2 separate regions of the Sus scrofa genome follow, and region 1 is linked to region 2. A link is a contact called in public HiChIP or PLAC-seq data. All regions are on one chromosome and are shown on one strand. The core of a region is the stretch at or near the end of the contact, and the rest is flanking DNA. Distances in the headings are between cores, read along the strand shown. Region 1 overlaps EZH1 (enhancer of zeste 1 polycomb repressive complex 2 subunit). Region 2 holds the start of BECN1 (beclin 1).

Region 1 (4,089 bases), core at 1,304-3,803, 91 kb after region 2:
ACTTCAACAACTTCTGTTCGATAGCTAGGCTTCTGGGGACTAAGACATGCAAGCAGGTACTGTCTGAAAGGGGTAGGAATGAGCCTGCACCCTCCTTTCATCCCTGCTCTGGCAGCCTTTTGGCCATCTTTTAGGGCTGCCTGTCTGGCCAGAGCTGTCTTAGGCTTAGTGCCTCATAAACCTGTGTTTCTAGGCGAGAGGTGGGTTCCCCCAACATGCTACCTCCTGTAGATTCATGCCTAGCAGTGCTTGGGGAGCTTCTCAACTTGTCGAATTCTTATTTCCGTCTCTAGGCACTAACTTTTCTAGATGTTTCTACTCTCTTTAAGCTTTGTTGTTGTTGCTGTTCCCACCTTTCTTTCTAAACGTGCACCTCATTTCCTAGAAGGGACTCCTGGGGCTTTCTGGGGATCTTCTTATCTTGCGCTCCTGCTCCTGCTTCTGTGGCTGCAGCCTCCCCTCCCTCCATTGGTCTCCTCAGTTGCTTTATTCTTTAAATGTTCTATTGCTAGATTTTCTAGTACCATCCCTGATGTCTGGGCCTGGACCTTGCCCTTCTCACTCATATCACAGTTTGATAGCAGCTGCTGATGCTCTGAAAGCAGGAAAAGCCTGCAATGGGAAGATAGGCTGAAGCGCAAAGACAGGGAGTCAGTTGTTAGAGCCAATCTGTCCAAAGAGAGATGAACCCTAGAGGTTGAGCCCTGCTCACTTAGCTCCCTAACTTCTGGAAAAGTCTTTGTGACCTCTTCTTCATGCTCCCTCTACTTAGAACAAGCAGTAAAACCATGAGCTGAAGTGCCCTTGGCTTTCCTTTTGGGGCTCATATCTATTTTCCTAAGAAACAGGTTCTTGACCTAAAGGTCTGCAGAACTGTGTGCAAAACAGTTTTTTTGTGTATTTTCCTGAGAAGATTAATAATTTTCATGGAATTTCAAGAGCACCTCTGAGTTCCCTCTGTGGTGCAGTTGATTAAGAATCCAACTGCATGGACTTCCTGTCGTGGTGCAGCAGAAACGAATCTGACTAGGAACCATGAGGTTGCGGGTTTGATCCCTGGCCTCACTCAGTGGGTTAAGGATCCAGTGCTGCTGTGAGCTGCAGTGTAGGTCGAAGACGTGGCTCAGATCTAGTGTTGCTGTGGCTCTGGCGTAGGCCAGCAGCTACAGCTCCAATTAGACCCCTAGCCTGGGAACCCCCACATGCTGCAGATGCAGCCCTAAAAGGCCAAAAGACCAAAAAAAAAAAAAAAAAACCAAGTGCAGCAGCTCAGGTTGCTGCAGAGTTGCAGGTTCAACCCCCAGGCTGGCCCAGTGGGTTGGGGATCTGGCATTGCTGCAGCTGCTGCATAGGTCATAACTAAGGCTGTGATCCTGTCTCTGGTCTGGGGTATGGCCTTAAAAAAAAAAGAGAGAGAGAGAGAGAGGGCTTATAGCCAATAAGGAAAATAAAAAGTTAAAAACAAATGTTCTGGAGTTCTCATCATGTCTCAGTGGTTAATGAATCCGACTAGGAACCATGAGGTTGCAGATTCAATCCCTGGCCTCGCTCAGTGGGTTAAGGATCTGGTGTTGCCGTGAACTATGGTATAGGTCACAGACTCAGCTCGGATCCCATGTTGCTCTGGTTGCATAGGCCAGCGGCTACAGCTCTGATTAGACCCCTAGCCTGGGAACCTCCATATGCTGCGAGTGTGGCCCTAGAAAAGACAAAAAAAAAAAAAAAAAGACATAAATAAATAAAAGCAAATGTTCTGAGAGAAGCAGCACATTGAAAGGGAACCAGCCTTTCTGAAATGCTGTCCTACTGAAGTAGTCAAGTCTCTGACACTTTTATGTCAACAGAGGGAGCTAGTGCTTAGCTAGGTGGTACCTCTCATGTCAGACTCAGTTACACAAGGTACACACACATTGGTGCCCTTCCTAAGAGGCAGATACCATTGGTAAGAATTGGCCCACTCAGGGCAGAGTAGGCAGAGCAGTAGATGAAAGCTTCTGACCAGGAGAACTGTACCTGTGTCCAGTATTTCTTTTCAAATCAGGATACACACTTAAGAATTAACTTCGGAGTCAGTGACCCGATGTCTCAGGGACTCTCTCTCTCCCTACTGAAGATGCTCAGTCATCTGCCCACAGGCTCTCCAGAACCCTCCCAAGCCTGGCACCTGGCTAGGTCACTCATCTGACCACTCAGCTCAAGGCCCTATTGGATTTCTCTTCCAGGTCTTCCAGTTCGCAGTGAAAGAATCACTTATCCTGAAGCTGCCAACAGATGAGCTCATGAACCCCTCGCAGAAGAAGAAGAGAAAGCACAGGCAAGGCTTGGGCGGAGGGCTTTCTGTAGCCAGGCTGTTCCCTGTGCCCTGACCTCCCCTGTGACTTCCCTTCTGTCTCCTTCTTTGTCTGCTGCCCATCAGTTTGGCATCACCAGCGGGGAGCCAGCTTCCTCAGTGCTACCTGCGGGTCTGTGCCTTGGACCAGCCCTTCCCTTGCCCCTCTGTGCTGTGGACCATGAAAGAACTGGTTTTCCGTTTAAGCTCCTGGCCAGTAGGTTGTGAACTGGCCTCATGGCTCCACCCCGAGGCCATGTCTTCTCATTGGTTGTTAGTTACCACTTCCCCACTTCTCAACTCTGACCAGAGTTTTGTTTTTTTTTTTTTGGTTTTTTTGGTTTCTTTTTGTTTTTGGCACTTGCGTTGTTTTTTTAAGTTGCATAATAACACTGATTGCTAGCTAGCCTTTGCTTAGGATTGAAAATGCTTTGTTTTGTTTGTCTTTTTACCGTTTCTTGGGCCTCTCCCGCGGCACATGGAGGTTCCCAGGCTAGGGGTCTAATCAGAGCTGTAGCCACCGGCCTACGCCAGAGCCACAGCAACACCAGATCCAAGCCACGTCTGCGATCTACACCACAGCTCACGGCAACGCTGGATCCTTAACCCACTGAGCAAGGCCAGGGACTGAACCCACAACTTTGTGGTTCCTAGTTGGATTTGTTAACCACTGCGCCATGACGGGAACTCCTGTTTTGTTTTTTAATTTGACAGTTTCTTCCTTAAGGAACTGACATGGGCTCTAGATAGGAAAGGAGATCCCTGTGGCTTCTCCCTTTCAATTTCTTTACCCAGAGCAGATTCCAGAAAAGCCTTCCCACTGCCCCATCCTGAAACGCCCCCACACCTCCACCTCCCCAAAGGGAGAAACAATAGCATTTTAATAGACATAGAGGGTTGGGTTTTGTTTTGTATCTGTTTTTTGTTCTTTTGTGTATGTTTGTATATCAAGGGGGTTTTTTTGTGTCTAAACCTTGAGACACAGGCCTGCTGCAGGTAGGATGGACTCCAGCTTCTATGGAGCAGCGTAAAGGCCTCCTGTGAGGGCCTCTGGGGAGGATCATCAGTCATCAGACCGCAGTCCCTTAAAGCGGATCATGCTGTCACTTACCCAAATCTGCAGAATTCTCCAGGGCTGTGACCCAGAGCCATATCATCTCTTTCAGGTTGTGGGCTGCACACTGCAGGAAAATTCAGCTGAAGAAAGGTAAGTTCTGCCAGGGCGCTCCGCTCAGGTCCAGCCTGAAGCCCCCCTCCCCGCCTCACCTGTGGCTGCACTTGACCCTGGGTTTCCTCGCGTTGCAGATTCCCCTGCAGCGGCTGAGAAGCTCAGCTCCTCCCTGTGGCCAGGAAGACCACTCAGGAGGTAGAGTTACGGGCCTCGTGATCTCTGACTTTGATCATGTGCCATTTGCCAGGTTCTAGGCATCATTTACTGTTTAAAATAACTGCCCCGTAACCTGGACCATTTCCACGCTCTCCCCACAAAGCAAATCACCCCCTTGTAGCTTATGAACCACCAGCACTTGTGATTGCTTCTCACTTCAGGTGCTAAATGTGTGTCCAAGTTTACGGTCAGAACAAACCTTCTTCAGGGAGTTCCCGTCGTGGCTCAGCAAAAACTATTCAGACTAGTGGGAGTTCCCGTCGTGACGCAGTGGTTAACGAATCCAACTAGGAACCATGAGGTTGCGGGTTCGATCCCTGGCCTTGCTAAGTGGGTTAAGGATCCAGCGTTGCCGTGAGCTGTGGTGTAGGTT
Region 2 (4,272 bases), core at 843-3,342:
CCAGTTCAACCCCTAAGCTGGGAACCTCCATATGGCTCGGGTACGGTCCTAAAAAGACATTAAAATAAAATAAATGTAAAATAAAATAAATTGGAATTCCCGTCATGGTGCATCGGAAATGAATCCAACTAGGAACCATGAGGCTGCCGGTTTAATCCCTGGCCTTGCTCAGTGGGTTAAGGATCTGGCATTGCCATGAGCTGTGGTGTAGTTTGCAGTCCCGGCTCGGATCCTGTGTTGCTGTGTCTGTGATGTAGGCCGGCAGCTGTAGCTCCGATTGGACCCCTAGCCTGGGAACTCCATATGCTGAGGGTGCAGCCCTAGAAAAGACAAAAAATAAAAAATTAAAATTAAAATAAAATAAATAAAATACCAGCTTTATCACATACCAAACCCCCTAGTATACTTGGCTTTTTTTTTTTTTTTTTTTTTTTGCTTTTTTTAGGGCCACATATGGAAGTTCCCAGGATAGGGGTGGAATCGGAGCTGCAGCTGCTGGCCTACGCCACAGCCACAACAAGCAGGATCCAAGCTGTGTCTGCGACCTACAACACAGATCATGGCAACTCAGGATCCTTCACCCACTGAGTGAGGCCAGGGATGGAACCTGCATCCTCATGGATGCTAGTCAGAATCGTTTCCGCTGCTCCACAAAGGGAACTCCTACTTGGCTTTTTTTTTTTTTTTTTTTGTCTTCTTGCCATTTTTCTTGGGCCAATCCCACGGCATATGGAGGTTCCCAGGCTAGGGGTCCAATCAGAGCTGTAGCCGCCGGCCTATGCCAGAGCCACAGCAACACGGGATCCGAGCCATGTCTTCGACCTACACCACAGCTCACGGCAACGCCGGATCCTTAACCCACTTAGCAAGGCCAGGGATCGAACCCTCAACCTCATGGTTCCTAGTCGGATTCGTTAACCACTGAGCCATGACGGGAACGCCTTGGCTTATTTTTTAACTACATTCTGTTCCATTGATTTTCCTGCACTAAGAAAAAAAAAAGTTTTAGTTTTAAAATTTTATAATTCATTTCAACCTGAAGTGTTCCACTTTCCCTAATTATAATTGAAACTTATATAGAAATAGAAAATGGGGAGTTCCCGTCGTGGCGCAGTGGTTAACGAATCCAACTAGGAACCATGAGGTTGCGGGTTCGGTCCCTGCCCTTGCTCAGTGGGTTAAGGATCCGGCGTTGCCGTGAGCTGTGGTGTAGGTTGCTAGACGCGGCTCGGATCCCGTGTTGCTGTGGCTCTGCGTAGGCTGGTGGCTACAGCTCCGATTCCACCCCTAGCTTGGGAACCTCCATATGCCGCGGGAGCGGCCCAAGATATAGCAAAAAGACAAAAAAAAAGAAAAAAAAAGAAATAGAAAATGAAGGAGTTCCCATTGTGGCTCAGAGGGTTAAGAGTCCGAATAGTAGATCCCTGGCCTCGCTCAATGGGTTAAGGATCTGGTGTTGCCACAAGCTGCAGAACAGGTTGCTGATGCCAAACGGATCTGGCGTTTGGGTGGCTGTGGCATCGGCCGACAGCTGCAGCTCAGATTGGACCCGTAGCCTGGGAACTTCCATATGTCCCACGTGTGGCCATAAAAAGGAAAAAAAAAAAAAAAGTATAACTTTGTATTTCCTGCCGTGGCTCAGCGGGTAGCGAACCGACCTACATCCAAGAGGAGGTGGCTGCGATCCCTGGCCTTGATCAGTGGGTTAAGGATGCGGCGTTGCAGTGAGCTGTGGTGTAGGCTGCAGACTCAGCTCGGAGACTGCGCAGCTGTGTCCTAGGCCGGCAGCTTCTTGGAGCCCTAGCCTGGGAACCTCCATATGCCGCGGGTGGGTCCCTAAAAAGACAAAAAAAGGGGGGGCATAACTTTATAGGTATTAAAAACTAAATTAGAGAAGGATGGATTGTCCTGACTCCCTCCCAATTCGGTCCTTCCACTTCCCCGCCCCCCAGCACCGGCCCTCCAGCCCATGCCTGCCGCGTTTCCTAGCTCAGCCCCTAGATGCCGCAGCCGGACAGGAGAGGGTGGACGGCGACTGAACTCCCCTACCCTCAGCTGCGGCAGCTGCTGTGACGTCACATCCGGTCCCGACGGAAGTCCTCCGCTGGCCGACCGGGAAGTAGGTGAAGGCTAGGCGATGGCAATTTTGGAGGCCCTGGTCCCGGGTAGACCCACGGCCACGATGCCCCCGCGGTAGACCGGACCAGGGTAGCGGGCTCCGGGTCCCGAGGTGAAGAGCATGCGTGGCTGAACCGCGTCCTTGGAAGGGAACCTGGAAACCTTGACAGTCCCTATTGCAAACCCTCCTTGTCTTTGGGTCGTAAACCGCTTTTGCTGGGGCTAACCCCGGAAGAGGTCCGCCTGGTACCCCACCGGTCCTTCAGGGAACGGCGCGGGCGGGGATTTTACCCCTGCACCACACCAGCAAGGCAGGTGGAGCCCCAGACCGAGGGTTCAGGGCGCCGGTTTTCCGTAACATCCTTTCCTTTCCACCGCCGCAGGGATGGAGGGGTCTAAGACATCCAGCAGCACCATGCAGGTGAGCTTCGTGTGTCAGCGCTGCAGCCAGCCCCTGAAACTGGACACGAGCTTCAAGATCCTGGATCGTGTTACCATTCAGGAGCTTACAGGTTAGCGAGGACCCTTGGAAAGAGGGTGGTCAGGATCGTTGAAAGTGGGCAGCTTTGGAAATGAAGATCTTAAGGACTATACATCTGCCATAGACATGCCTCCTGAGCCTAGAAAAGTCCCTTCATCTCTCTGGCTTTTTGTTTTCTCATAGGAAACATAGAGGAGTTCTGACACTGTGTACTCCTGAGAGCTTTCTATAGCAAGGAAAGGTCCTTAGTTTTCTGCTCTTGTTGCTTCATAGTAAAGGAATGTGTATATATAATATTAAACAGCATTTGTTGAGGGCTTGCCATATACCAAGTGCATTACATGCTTTACTTTTAGTTTAGTCCCTGCAGCAACCCCTATGGAGTAGTACAGTTTTACTCCCTTGTGGAGTAGTAGTAAAGTTATCTTTTACCCATGAAGGGTTAAGGCTAAGAAAGGTTAAATAACTTACCCAGCTGGTAAGTAGAGGAACAAGGTTCTCAAAGTCCTAGGAAGTGACATAAAGCTAGAAAAAAAAGACCGAATAGGTAGGTTTTTTTGTTTTGGCTTTGTTTTTTGGCTGCACCACTTGCAGAAGTTCCTGGGCCAGGGATCGAACCCACACCACAGCTCTGTAACCAGAGCTATAGCAGTGACAACACCAGGTTCTTAACCTTAAGCCAAGAGGGAACACCTGAATAGGCAGTGTAAATAAACTCACAAGTCTGGAGTTAGCCTGCTTGGATTTTTTTTTTTTTTTTTTTTTTTTTGGCTTTTTAGGGCTGCACCCGTGGCATATGGAGGTTCCCAGGCTAGGGTTCCAATCAGAGCTGTAGCTGCTGGTCTGCAACACAGCCACAGCAACGCCAGGTCCTTAACCCACTGAGCAAGGCCAGGGATCGAACCTGTGTCCTCATGAGTGCTAGTCAGATTTGTTTCCACTGAGCCACGATGGGAACGCCCCGCTTGGATTTAAATCCTGACAGTCATTTACTAACTGAATGACTTTTTGCAAGTTACTTCACCTCTCTAAGCCTTGATTTCTTGGTTTCTTTATCGGCAAAGTATCAGATAATCTCAAGGTATTTGGAAAATTTCAAACATACAGTCAAGAAAATAGCATAATGAACTCTCTTGTATCCATCATCTAGCTTTATTTTATTTTATTTATGTATTTTTTTTTGTCTTTTTGCTATTTCTTTTTTTTTTTTTTGTCTTTTTTTGTTGTTGTTGTTGCTATTTCTTGGGCCGCTCCTTCCCAGGCTAGGGGTTGAATCGGAACTGTAGCCACCGGCCTACGCCAGAGCCACAGCAACTCGGGATCCGAGCCGCGTCTGCAACCTACACCACAGCTCACGGCAACGCCAGATCGTTAACCCACTGAGCAAGGGCAGGGACCGAACCCGCAACCTCATGGTTCCTAGTCGGATTCGTTAACCACTGCGCCACGACGGGAACTCCCCTTTTTGCTATTTCTTTGGGCTGCTCCCTTGGCATATGGAGGTTCCCAGGCTAGGGGTTGAATTGGAACTGTAGCCACCAGCCTACGCCAGAGCCACAGCAACACGGGATCCGAGCCGCGTCTGCAACCTACACCACAGCTCACAGCAACGCCGGATCATTAACCCACTGACCAAAGGCAGGGACCGAACCCGCAACCTCACAGTTCCTAGT

The links. HiChIP or PLAC-seq counts read pairs in DNA pulled down with a chosen protein or histone mark.
Region 1: a contact with region 2 is called in an H3K27ac HiChIP or PLAC-seq map of alveolar macrophages. The contact joins the enhancer-like site here to the promoter of BECN1 in region 2. A contact is called at or near these places in 2 of 5 promoter capture datasets (fetal liver and liver), 13 of 47 Hi-C or Micro-C datasets (embryonic fibroblasts, epiblast stem cells, fetal liver and 7 more) and 2 of 2 datasets of contacts at active chromatin or transcription factors (alveolar macrophages and skeletal muscle).

What each region holds. Positions count from the first base shown.
Region 1 is chr12:20,130,023-20,134,111 of Sscrofa11.1, forward strand. It overlaps EZH1 (enhancer of zeste 1 polycomb repressive complex 2 subunit), which reads left to right. Exons shown (of 22, transcript NM_001243206.1): 13 at 1-56; 14 at 2,223-2,314. Among named protein-coding and RNA genes, the nearest start is that of EZH1, 24 kb to the left of the region's middle. Within about 2 kb of position 2,554, at least 6 of the 83 cell types and tissues checked have an H3K27ac peak or open chromatin away from gene starts, as enhancers often do. A contact at or near this core is called in alveolar macrophages, liver and retroperitoneal adipose tissue, where this site is marked.
Region 2 is chr12:20,039,878-20,044,149 of Sscrofa11.1, forward strand. BECN1 (beclin 1) reads left to right here and starts at 2,093. Exons shown (of 12, transcript NM_001044530.1): 1 at 2,093-2,230; 2 at 2,502-2,630. The coding sequence starts at 2,504.